2 separate regions of the Ovis aries genome follow, and region 1 is linked to region 2. The links are chromatin contacts, called in public Hi-C maps. All regions are on one chromosome and are shown on one strand. The core of a region is the stretch at or near the end of the contact, and the rest is flanking DNA. Distances in the headings are between cores, read along the strand shown. Region 1 overlaps LOC121818051 (a long non-coding RNA gene). Region 2 overlaps LOC132658697 (a long non-coding RNA gene).

The links. Hi-C and Micro-C count contacts between places; a contact is called where the count stands out from the background.
Region 1: a Hi-C map of liver shows a contact between it and region 2, with 9 times the contacts expected there. The contact joins two enhancer-like sites. A contact is called at or near these places in 15 of 16 Hi-C or Micro-C datasets (blood, hypothalamus, liver and 7 more).

The regions. Positions count from the first base shown.
Region 1 is chr26:34,637,063-34,641,979 of ARS-UI_Ramb_v3.0, forward strand. It overlaps LOC121818051 (a long non-coding RNA gene), which reads left to right. Exons shown (of 2, transcript XR_009598634.1): 1 at 1-1,241. Among named protein-coding and RNA genes, the nearest start is that of TCIM, 47 kb to the left of the region's middle. Within about 2 kb of position 2,574, at least 4 of the 54 cell types and tissues checked have an H3K27ac peak or open chromatin away from gene starts, as enhancers often do. A contact at or near this core is called in liver, where this site is marked.
Region 2 is chr26:34,485,072-34,490,272 of ARS-UI_Ramb_v3.0, forward strand. LOC132658697 (a long non-coding RNA gene) reads right to left here. Exons shown (of 3, transcript XR_009598628.1): 3 at 1-5,144. Among named protein-coding and RNA genes, the nearest start is that of IDO2, 81 kb to the left of the region's middle. Within about 2 kb of position 1,585, at least 3 of the 54 cell types and tissues checked have an H3K27ac peak or open chromatin away from gene starts, as enhancers often do. A contact at or near this core is called in liver, where this site is marked.

The DNA.
Region 1 (4,917 bases), core at 1,324-3,823, 150 kb after region 2:
AAAGGCAGATGGGATGAAGCTCGCACATGAACACTGGGGAATGCGTGAGTATTCAGCCATGTCCGACTCTTCTGCGACCCCATGGACTGCAGCCCTCCAGGCTCCTCTGTCCGTGGGATTCTCCAGGCAAGAGTACTCTAGCATTTCCTTCTCCAGGGGAATCTTCCCAACCTGCAGTTCCTGTGTCTCCTGCATTGGCAGGTGGATTCTTTACCTGCTGAGCCTTCAGAGAATCCTCATCAGTGCTTGCCTGGAGCCTTCCTGTGCCTGTAACCCCTGATGCTTCTTCTAAGACTTGAGCAACGCTCTCTCTAAAATGTTCGTCTTACTTTCCCCACAGAACCCACTTCATCCTCAGCACACGCTGGCGAGTGTCTTGAACGTGACCCACAAAGCTTTGACCTTTCAGTCCCTGACTCTGTGATTTTACCCCCTCCACCTGCTCCCTTGAACTTCACTCCCCAGCAATCCCAGCAGCTCGTCATTCCCTGGACACACTGGGCTGTGGTCATCCCTGGGCTGTTGTGAAAGCTTTCCTTTTCTCACCACACCCTTTGTCCCTCGACCCGCCTGGACGACTAGTAACTGTCAGGCTTTAACATCACCGGCTCCTCCTCTGCAAAGCTTCCATGGTTTAGACAAGCTGAATCGTGTTCCCTTGTGCCACCACTCTCTTTGGCATATGCTTATTTTTGTTGTTGTTCTGATCGGTTTACCTGTTTACTTTCCTATCTAGACTCCAATACTCTTGAAACCGTAGAACCATCTACTTCAACCTTGATGTCAAGTGCCCGCCCAGCGCCTGACATGCAGAAAATGCTCATTGCTTGTGGAGAGAATGAGTGAGTGAAGGGAGGAAGGAAGTTCATGGCTAAGCTTTAGGCTGGTATCCCCAACTTCTGGGACCTCATGCCTGATGATCTAAGGTGGACCTGATGTGATAGCAATAGAAAGAAAGGGCACAATAAATTCAATGTGCTGGAATCACCCTGAAACCTCCCCCGTGACCCCTGCCATCCATGGAAAAATTATTTTCTCTGGGGCCAGATAATTTGGGGACCACAGCTCTAGACTGTCTGTCTGTTCCAAATGCCTTTTAGGCTATGGTTCCATAGTCTGCTTTGTTTTCAAGATGGGGAAAGACGTAGGAGAAAAAAAGAACATCCCACACAAAAAGGGGTGAAGACGAATAACAAGAGCTGGCATGATGACTACATCCGCGGGCTGAGAGTGAGACAGAGGTAGGCAGTTTACGTCTATCCCCTAATTGCAATAGTTATTATGCAAGTCTTTTAAACAGCATCTTCAGTCTAGTGAAGCTGTATTTACTTCTCCAAACAGAGATGTTTATAAATACTGCCTAAGAAACAAACAAACAAAAAAGTCCCAAAACAAAACTAGCCATCATAACCTCCAGGGCCCGCAAATAAAACCTTTTCCTTGGGTCAGTTACACCAACACACTAATCACAAAGATCAAGTATTTATAGAACTAACCTAGTCACCAAAACTGAGTCACTTCAACCACATGAGTAACACTCTTGTGTAGAAAATCCACAAAAACCTTTTGACCTGAAACTGTAAGTACCGCTTCTGGTTTCAAAAACATTGCATCTTCAACACAGTTTATACGTATTCACCTTAGACTGATTCCATTTCTCCTGATTTCACTCTTTTAACAAGAAACCTACAAGTTAGATATTTATGTTGATATTCCTTTCACATCTGTATGCTAAATATGTATCAAATACTAAATATAAGAAACATCCTAGTTCATAGATCCAATAAACTATTTAACCTGGAAAGGACCTTGGAAACCATCTGATCCAACCTTCTGATTCTACAGACTGAAAAATGGAAGGGAAGAGTGGCTTATTGTCTATTTAAAGTCATGTGATGGGAGAAGTAGGGTGAAATTCAGGTTTCCTGAAGCCAAGGTCAGGATAATTTCACTTAAGTTACCGGGCACAGAACAAAACATGGGAAATGCTGAAGATCATGTAAAGTTTACACATATATAGATGGAAAGACAAGTATTTACTGTTAAATAATAAATTCAGCTGTTGCTTCTAGCATAAAATAAAAGACTATAACTTTGGTAGAACATTTTTATTAGATACAATATCAATATACTTCTTGATAGCTCAATATATTCCATCATGTATATATATATACACACATATGAATAATAGAGGGCTTCCCAAATGGCTCAGTGGTAAAGAATCCATCTGCCAATGCAGGAGATGCAGGTTTGATCTCTGGGTCCGAAAGATCCCGTGGAGGAGAAATGGCAACCCACTCCAGTCTCCTTGCCTGGGAAATCCCCATGGACAGAGGGACCTGGCGGCCTACAGTCCATGGACAGCCCCCCCCCCCCCCCACCAACACACACACACACAAACACACATAATAATAATAATAGCGAAATATATTTCACTATATAGTGCCTTTTTTTTTTTTTTTTAGTTTTGAGAAGGCAAAACATGAATACAAGCGTTAGTAATACTTCAGGAGTTCACTCAAGGTCCCTAGAACCAAGGGCATATTTTTCTCCTGTAACAGAGTTGGAAAGGGCGCCCTCTTGTGTTCTTTCAGTGTCATAGACTCTTCTGCCTTACAAACTGCCCCCACCTCCTTTAAGAATGCCCTCTGTTCCTCCCCAGCGAGGACATTGGAGTTTGAAACATAAAATACCCCTCTTGCCACTCATATCTGAATGCTACATGTACCAAGGATAAGTCAAACCATACATATGGGTAGCGAGTCTTCATACTTATGCCTGACTTCCTTAGCTGTATTCACGCGTGGTAATTCTTTCTCTCTCAGCCGTGAGTGCACAGTACCACCGTCATTTCAGATGAGAAGAGAAAACAGAAAAGTAGTTTCTTTTAGGCACAAATGAATTGCTGCTTGAATGTGTTATTTAATTGGTTTTTCAGGAGTGGTATCAGCCCAAGCTACTCTATTCCTTTGGGGATCATTAGCTATCCATTTGTTAATTTAGTTAATGCATTAAACCAGTCAATAAATCCTTTAGAAGCCTCTAATTTTCACAAAGAAGCATAGTAGTAGTGCATGGAATATAAAAAAGAAGACACTACACCTGTCCTCGACAAAGATCCATATAGTCAAAAGCAATGGTTTTCCCAGTAGTTAAATCCGGAAGTGAGAGCTGGACCGTGAAGAAGGATGAGTGCTGAAGAACTGACGCTTTCAAATTGTGGTGCTGCAGACTGCAAGCAGATCAAACCAGTCAGTCCTAAAAGAAATCAGTCCTGAATATTCATTGGAAGGACTGATGCTGAAGCTGAAACTCCAAAATTTAGGCTACCTGATGTGCACAGCCAATTCATTAGGAAAGACCTGGATGCTGGGAAAGACGGAGGGCAGGAGGAGAAGGGGGCAGCAGAGGATGAGATGGTTTGACAGCATCACTGGCTCAACAGACATGAGTCTGAGCAAACTGCAGGAGACGGTGAAGGACAGGGATACCTGGCACTGCAGTCCACGGGGTGGCAGAGTCAGACATGACATCACAACTAAACAATAGCAGCAGGTGTCCTCAAGAAACTTACCATGCATTGGAAGAAGAAAGATCTGATTCAACATGAAAGAGGACAGCTTGCATAAAGTGACCCTCAGAAGCTGGAAGAGCTTAGAGGAAGAAACTTCCTGCTTAGCTCTGGAGAGCAGGGAAGTGTTTATCCAGAATGTGGCTTGTCAGCAGACTTTCAGAAGTTATGTGGGGAACTTCCTCCAGTGGTTAAGATTCTGTGTTCCCAAAGCTGGGAGAGGCACATGTTCGATCCCTGGTCAGGGAACTAAAATCCTGCATTCCACTCTGCATGAGTGAAAAAAAAAAAAAAAGGTGGAGCCGAAAATGGAATTGATTCCAGACTTGTTGGAATAAGAACATGTACAGAGAAGCTCCTGCCGGGCCAGGAGGAGGCCTAGAGTCATTGCCAGGAGGCTGTGAGGATGCAACAGAAGGCCTCACCCATGTAGCACCCAGAGGGCACCGGAATCAAACGCATGACCTTGCTTTTATTTGCAGCATTGTATTCTAATCTTTGGCACTGGCAGAGCCTGAAGAATGGAGAGACAGTGACAGGCGGGTGATTCACAGGTGCATGGACTGGAATGCCACACGGTGACCTTTGAATAGAGGGGCTGACAGCTCATCTATGGAATCTCTCTGCCCCTAGCTATGCTTGGGTGTTATTTTTTTTTTTTTAATCAAACTACACTCAACTACACTCAAATATCAGTTATCTGCACTAAGGAAACAACTGTAGAACAGGTTGTCCAATAGTCCTTCCTTTTAGTCTTTGGAATGCGTTATGTAATGGGGATTTGAAGAAGAGAATTCTTTCCCCGATTCATTTATTTCAGACTCATATGAAAACTGCTATGCCCTTCCTTGTGGAAACCTTGGACTGCCTGGTACTAAAGATTTTCATGAACAATCTGTGGTGGAATTGATCCCCTCTCACTAATGGATATCACTTGCCTACCGTCACTTTTATCTAATTACATTATTTTGTGTTAACAAAAGGGAATGTTTCTGTATGAGTGCCAGGACAAGAAATGTCACCTCCTAACCTCTGGCCCAGATCCACCTGAGTTCCACCGGGATGGAACTCTAGTTTCCATCTGAGCTCACTGCATCCTTGAGGTGGTGTCCCTGGACAAACTCTTCAACATGTTTACTTCCTTATTCTGCTGTGACTGCATTTCAGTTTCCTGATTATCAATATTTAATGTGTTTTTTTCACATTTGGCAAATCCTTCTGTTCTCCACCTCCCATTTGATGACTCCTCCACACCTTGTCCTCCTAGCAGCAGGGGACCTTTGAGAGAAGAGAGAAGTTGCTCAGTCATGTCCGACTATTTGTGACCCCATGGACTGCAGCCTACC
Region 2 (5,201 bases), core at 335-2,834:
AAGGTGGTTCCCATCAGTCATTAATGACTCAAGTTGTTCTCTCTCTGCCCTGACATCTCAGAAAGTTTCTTCTACCTCATGACTTAACATGGCTGCTGGAGCGCCTGCCTTTGTATCTGCCTTCCAGGTGATGGGAAGATAAGGGGAAATACAGACAATTTTGTTTTTATTTTAGAAGGCGTCCAAAAAATTTTTCTGCATATCTTTTACTTTCTACTGAATATGTCTTAATCACATAGCCTTCTTAGCTACGATGGAGGCAGAATAGACATGAAAGTGAAAGTGAAATCTCTCAGTCATGTCTGGCTCCTTGTGACCCCGTGGACTGTAGCCCACCAGGCCTCTCCGTCCACAGGAATTTCCTGGCAAAGATACTGGAGTGGATTGCCATTTCCTTCTCCAGGGGATCTTCCCAACCCAGGAATTGAACTCTGGTCTCCCTCATTGCAGGCAGATGCTTTACCCTCTGAGTCACCAGGGAAGCTCCTAGCAAAAAATAGAGTTCTGTTCAAAAAACAAAAAAGAAGGCCATGTATGCATTTTGAGGTAGGCAACAAAACACATTTATATTGTACCTTCCTTAAATAGTCTAATTTTCTCCCTGCCTTTCATGGTTCTCAACACTTTTCCTCCAGAAGGAATCCAAAACTCAGTCCATTGTATAAGAGACTGATAAAGGATGAAAGTATTAACCTGCCTAAGGAACGTGAGGTATAATAGGATTAAATCCTTCAGTCTAGTTATTAAGCATGATTAGTGAAATTCCAAGCAGGGGAGAGGCAAATGTGGGGAGCAGAGGCTGATGGGAGCAGCGTATAAGATCACATCACACGGGCAACTTGCTCCTCACCTTGTGCAGGGCAGCCTGCTCTAAACGCGCTATGTTATCTTCAGCTTGCAGCCACAGTGATACGGAAACAGTCCTGCCTTGATCAAAATAGCTGCTCTCAGACTAGAAGAAATACGACCTGTTCTCATAGTCAGTAGTAAATTCTTAAATGGGTTGCATTCTTTAAGTCTCCAGCAACCTATATCTCAAACTTTAGGCTTATATCAGAATTATCTGAATTTTGATAAAACACAGGTTGGAGGACTCCCAGAATTTCTGACTTGCAGATTTCAGGGTCGACCTGAACATCTGCTTTTCTAACAAGTTCCCAGGTGATGGCATTACAAGCTAAAGTTTGAGATCCTCTGGCTCATGGCACTTTCTTCTTTCTCTTGTTAGCAAGGATACCTTGAGACATAATCTATAATTCACCTCGCATTCAATGAAAAAGAGCTTTGCTTTCTGGAGGGGAAAACTTAAGCTCTTTATTATCATCTGAATATGAAGCAAAAAAAAAAAAAAAATCTAAGGCTGTTTTGAAGGCCTGCCTACCCCTCCCTCTCCAAAAACTTGCATAAAATTGTTTGCCTTTATTACAAAGGAAAACACTTCTTTTTGATCATTCTCTTGGATCAGTAAGTTTCAACTGAAATAGAACACAAATTCAGGTTTCAGGAGGAAAAACAGCAACATTACTACTGTTAAATGAAGGACATACTAAAAAATTCAGGATAGTTTGGGCCAAAAGACACAGGAAAGGAGACAGATGGCAACATTCCAAACAGGCTGCTGACTAACCAGGATTTTATCTGAGGGGAGACTGTTTCTGGGACCTGAAACTGGTTTGGTGTGTTTCTTTTTGTTTTTCTTTTTAATTTTTATTGAAATATAGTTGATTTACTACACTGTGTGGTTTTTGCATATTTCTAAGTGATGCTAACATCACTTAGAAATCACATCAGAAAGAGTCAGACACAACTGAGCGACTTTGACTTTCACGTGTCTAATTGAATCACTTTGCTGTACACTTGAAAAAAGGTGAAAGTCACTTTCGACTCTTTGTGGCCCCATGGACTAGAGCGTCCATGGAAATCTCCAGGCCAGGATACCGGAGTGGGTGGCCAGTTCCCTTCTCTAGGGGATCTTTCCAACCCAGGGATCGAACCCAGGCCTCCTGCATTGCAGGTGGATTTTTTATCAACTGAGCCTCCAGGTGTATTTCTTGAAACAAGTACACCATTGCAAATTAACTGTACTCCAACATGAAATAATTTTTTTTTAAAGTTCACGAGAGAAGAGAGCACTGGAAAAATGTTTCATACCAATCTGGATTCTTCTGCAAACAAATAGAAACAGAATGGTGGGATGGTTGTGTTCCTTTCCTCTGCCTGCCCATCGTAGACAGTTCTCACCTTCTCACTGAAACTCAGGATCTTCAGTCTTGAAGACAGGGAGCTGGGCTGGAGGCTCTGCAAGTTTTCTTTCTTTTCTAACACTCAGTGATCCGCAGATGAGTGTGCAGTTGATGAGTCGGTGCTGAGTACACGTGGAATCAACTCTCTTTCTGCGATCAATCGGCATGTATTTGAAGCTGTTGCCATTTGGGCTAGCCCCTGCCTGTTTGCAATAAACACAGGCAATATTTCTCACAAATAGCATGTGAAATAATAGACCAATTAATCCTATTTGAACAGCAAAAGGTGCCCGGGAAACCCATTTTATTTTTTCTTACCCAAAATTGCCCACCTCCATGACCACCAGCTCCATGGAGTAAGCCCTCCCTGGACCATGGCTGCCTGCTCTTTCCAAACAACATCAGAGCATGTCGGCGTGGTTATTGCTACTTTAAATCACGTTATCTGAACTCCTCATAATTAAGGATAGTTAACCAAGTCATTCCACTCCACATAGTGGGAGAGCCTGGCACTCCCTGGACACCTCCCCTCTTGTCTCTTCCTGATAAGGTCCTACAAACCCTCAGAGACTTAATCAGCTACCAGCTCCTGTTTCTCCGCCTCCTTGCACCACTAGCCTATGTGCTGCTTAACACCTTGGGTTTGCCTCCATGCTGGATTTGCTTGTAATTTTCTATTCTACAGCTGCTTCTGAGGCAGGAGGTAGATTCCTGCCCCCTCCCCACACACCTCCCATGGTAAAGTGATTGGAGGTTCATTCCTTGTGACTGAAACTCCAAAAAGAGAATAGCAGGACAATTGGGGGAGGAGGCTGGGCCCTGCCCAAACCTCATATTTCACATTCTCGAAGTCAGGAGACCTCCCTGACCACACATGCACAGAAAGGTTCCACAGAGGTCAAAGGCGAGTGATGTTAACTAATGCCAGGCTACCCATAGGCCTTTGTGGTAGAATCCATCTTGTCTAAGAGAGGCATGCACACACACACACACACATGGAGGGTCCTGAGAGATGCTAAAGGTAGATTATCAACCAGGCAAATCAAAATGATTTGCCAAAGGAAACCTGGAAGACGTACCCCATGTAAGTGACTTAAACTACCATGGGGGCATGACTCGGGGACTCTCTCTGAGTCTGTCATGTGCCTATCCACAGGTACTGTACCCTTTCTCCTCTTAGTAGTTTCTCACTCAGTCGTGTCCGACTCTTTGTGACCCCATGGACTGTAGCCTACCAGGCTCCTCCCTCCATGGGATTATCCAGGCAAGACTACTGGAGTGGGTTGCCGTTTCCTTGACCAACTTAATAAATGCTTTGCTTGCTTCACTACCTTCCGTCTTTGTGGAAATTCTTTTCTGCAAAGCCCAAGGGCTGGGGCTCGTCACTGACCACTGGTCTAGTGGCCAAGATTTGGTGTTCTCACCAAATTGACTGGGTTTTCAATCTCTGGCTGAGACCCCAAGCCCTGCTTCAAGCCAAGGCCACCTGAGACCATATCCTCCATCCACTCTGAGCTCCATGAATTCACCTCTGTGTCCCTCATGCCCATATTCTTGGAATGAATGAAGAAGCTCAGAGAGGGTATAGAGAGAGCTCACTCGAGGCAGCCAGCAATGCAGGCACAGTCTGAACATCTGGTATAAGGGGGAAAACGACCTTCCCAGAAAAAAGAAATCATTGTAGAATCTGTATCTTGGGGCAAATTACTTTGTAAGTCTTTCTCTCAATACACATTCAAATCCATCAAATCTTACTTGAATTTGTACCAACACTGTTAGGACTTAGGTCAGAAGTGTTCAAGGTGTACAACAATAAAGATAACGTGGGTGTGATTCCTAAAATGCCCTCACAAACATTCTTTCACTGAGATCTGACCACAGACAGGTAAGGTGGGTGCTACTGTTTTCCCAGCTTGGGCTGGTAAAGAAAAGTCCACCCAAAGGAGTTAATCAAGCTACCTTGGTGGCTCACAGTAAAGAACCCACGTGCAATGCAGGAGACCCAGGCAGTCCCTGGGTTGGGAAGATCCGCTGGAGAAGGAAATGTCGGTCTACTCCAGTATTCTTACCTGGAGAATCACATGGACAGAGGAGCCTAGCAGGCTACAATTGATGGGGTCGCAAAGAGTTGGACATGACTGAGCAACTAACATTTTCACTTTTCAAGCTCTGGTTGAACCGGAAGCTCAACCCAGGTTTTTTTGGCTCCAAATGCAATGTTCTCTGTATGGTTCTTTCATGAAGGAGAAGTGATTTCAAAAACTGGATGTATGCTGTCTGGGGGTTGGGGGATGTTGAAGGAAGAGTGAGCTGTAAACCAGTCTGGCTCCTTCCCTCCCAAGTGGTCACCAGACTCAGTGCTTTAGCCTCAGCTTTCTGTAGCTTTCTCCTGTCCCAGTGCCTGTCCCTGAGAGTCTGCTGCTTTGGCTGCAGAAGCACAAAGACACGGGTCTCAACATGATGGCCTTAATGGATGACTCTGCACCACGCACTTTGGGGAGTGAGTTCCCCGCAGTGAGTCACCTGTCAATCACCAGTGAGTCAGGCCACTCAACTCCATCTCTAATTCATGTTCCATAAACAGCGCCAGTCACTTCAGAAGTCTTTCATTAAAAAGCCAGCAACAACAGCAAGGGCAAAGCCAGGAGCAATGGCAACACCAATCGCCAGAAGTCCCCTCACAGAAAAGAGAACAGGAAATGGATGCAGAGGTTCCTTTTTGTTCTCACTGAAGATCACCATTAATATAGCATCTTCTCCATCATGCCCATCCTCACGGTCACCTCCAGGACTTCTCGATGGGGCAGGGATCCTCATCAAACACCCTTTAATGAAGCAAGGATAGAGGAATTCCACAGATGTGGCTTTGAAATATCTTCCCCAGCTTTCAGCAGAGCTGCCCTGGGTAGAGAAAGCAGAAGATGATTTGGTTTGGAGATTCTTTACAATGCCAAAAAC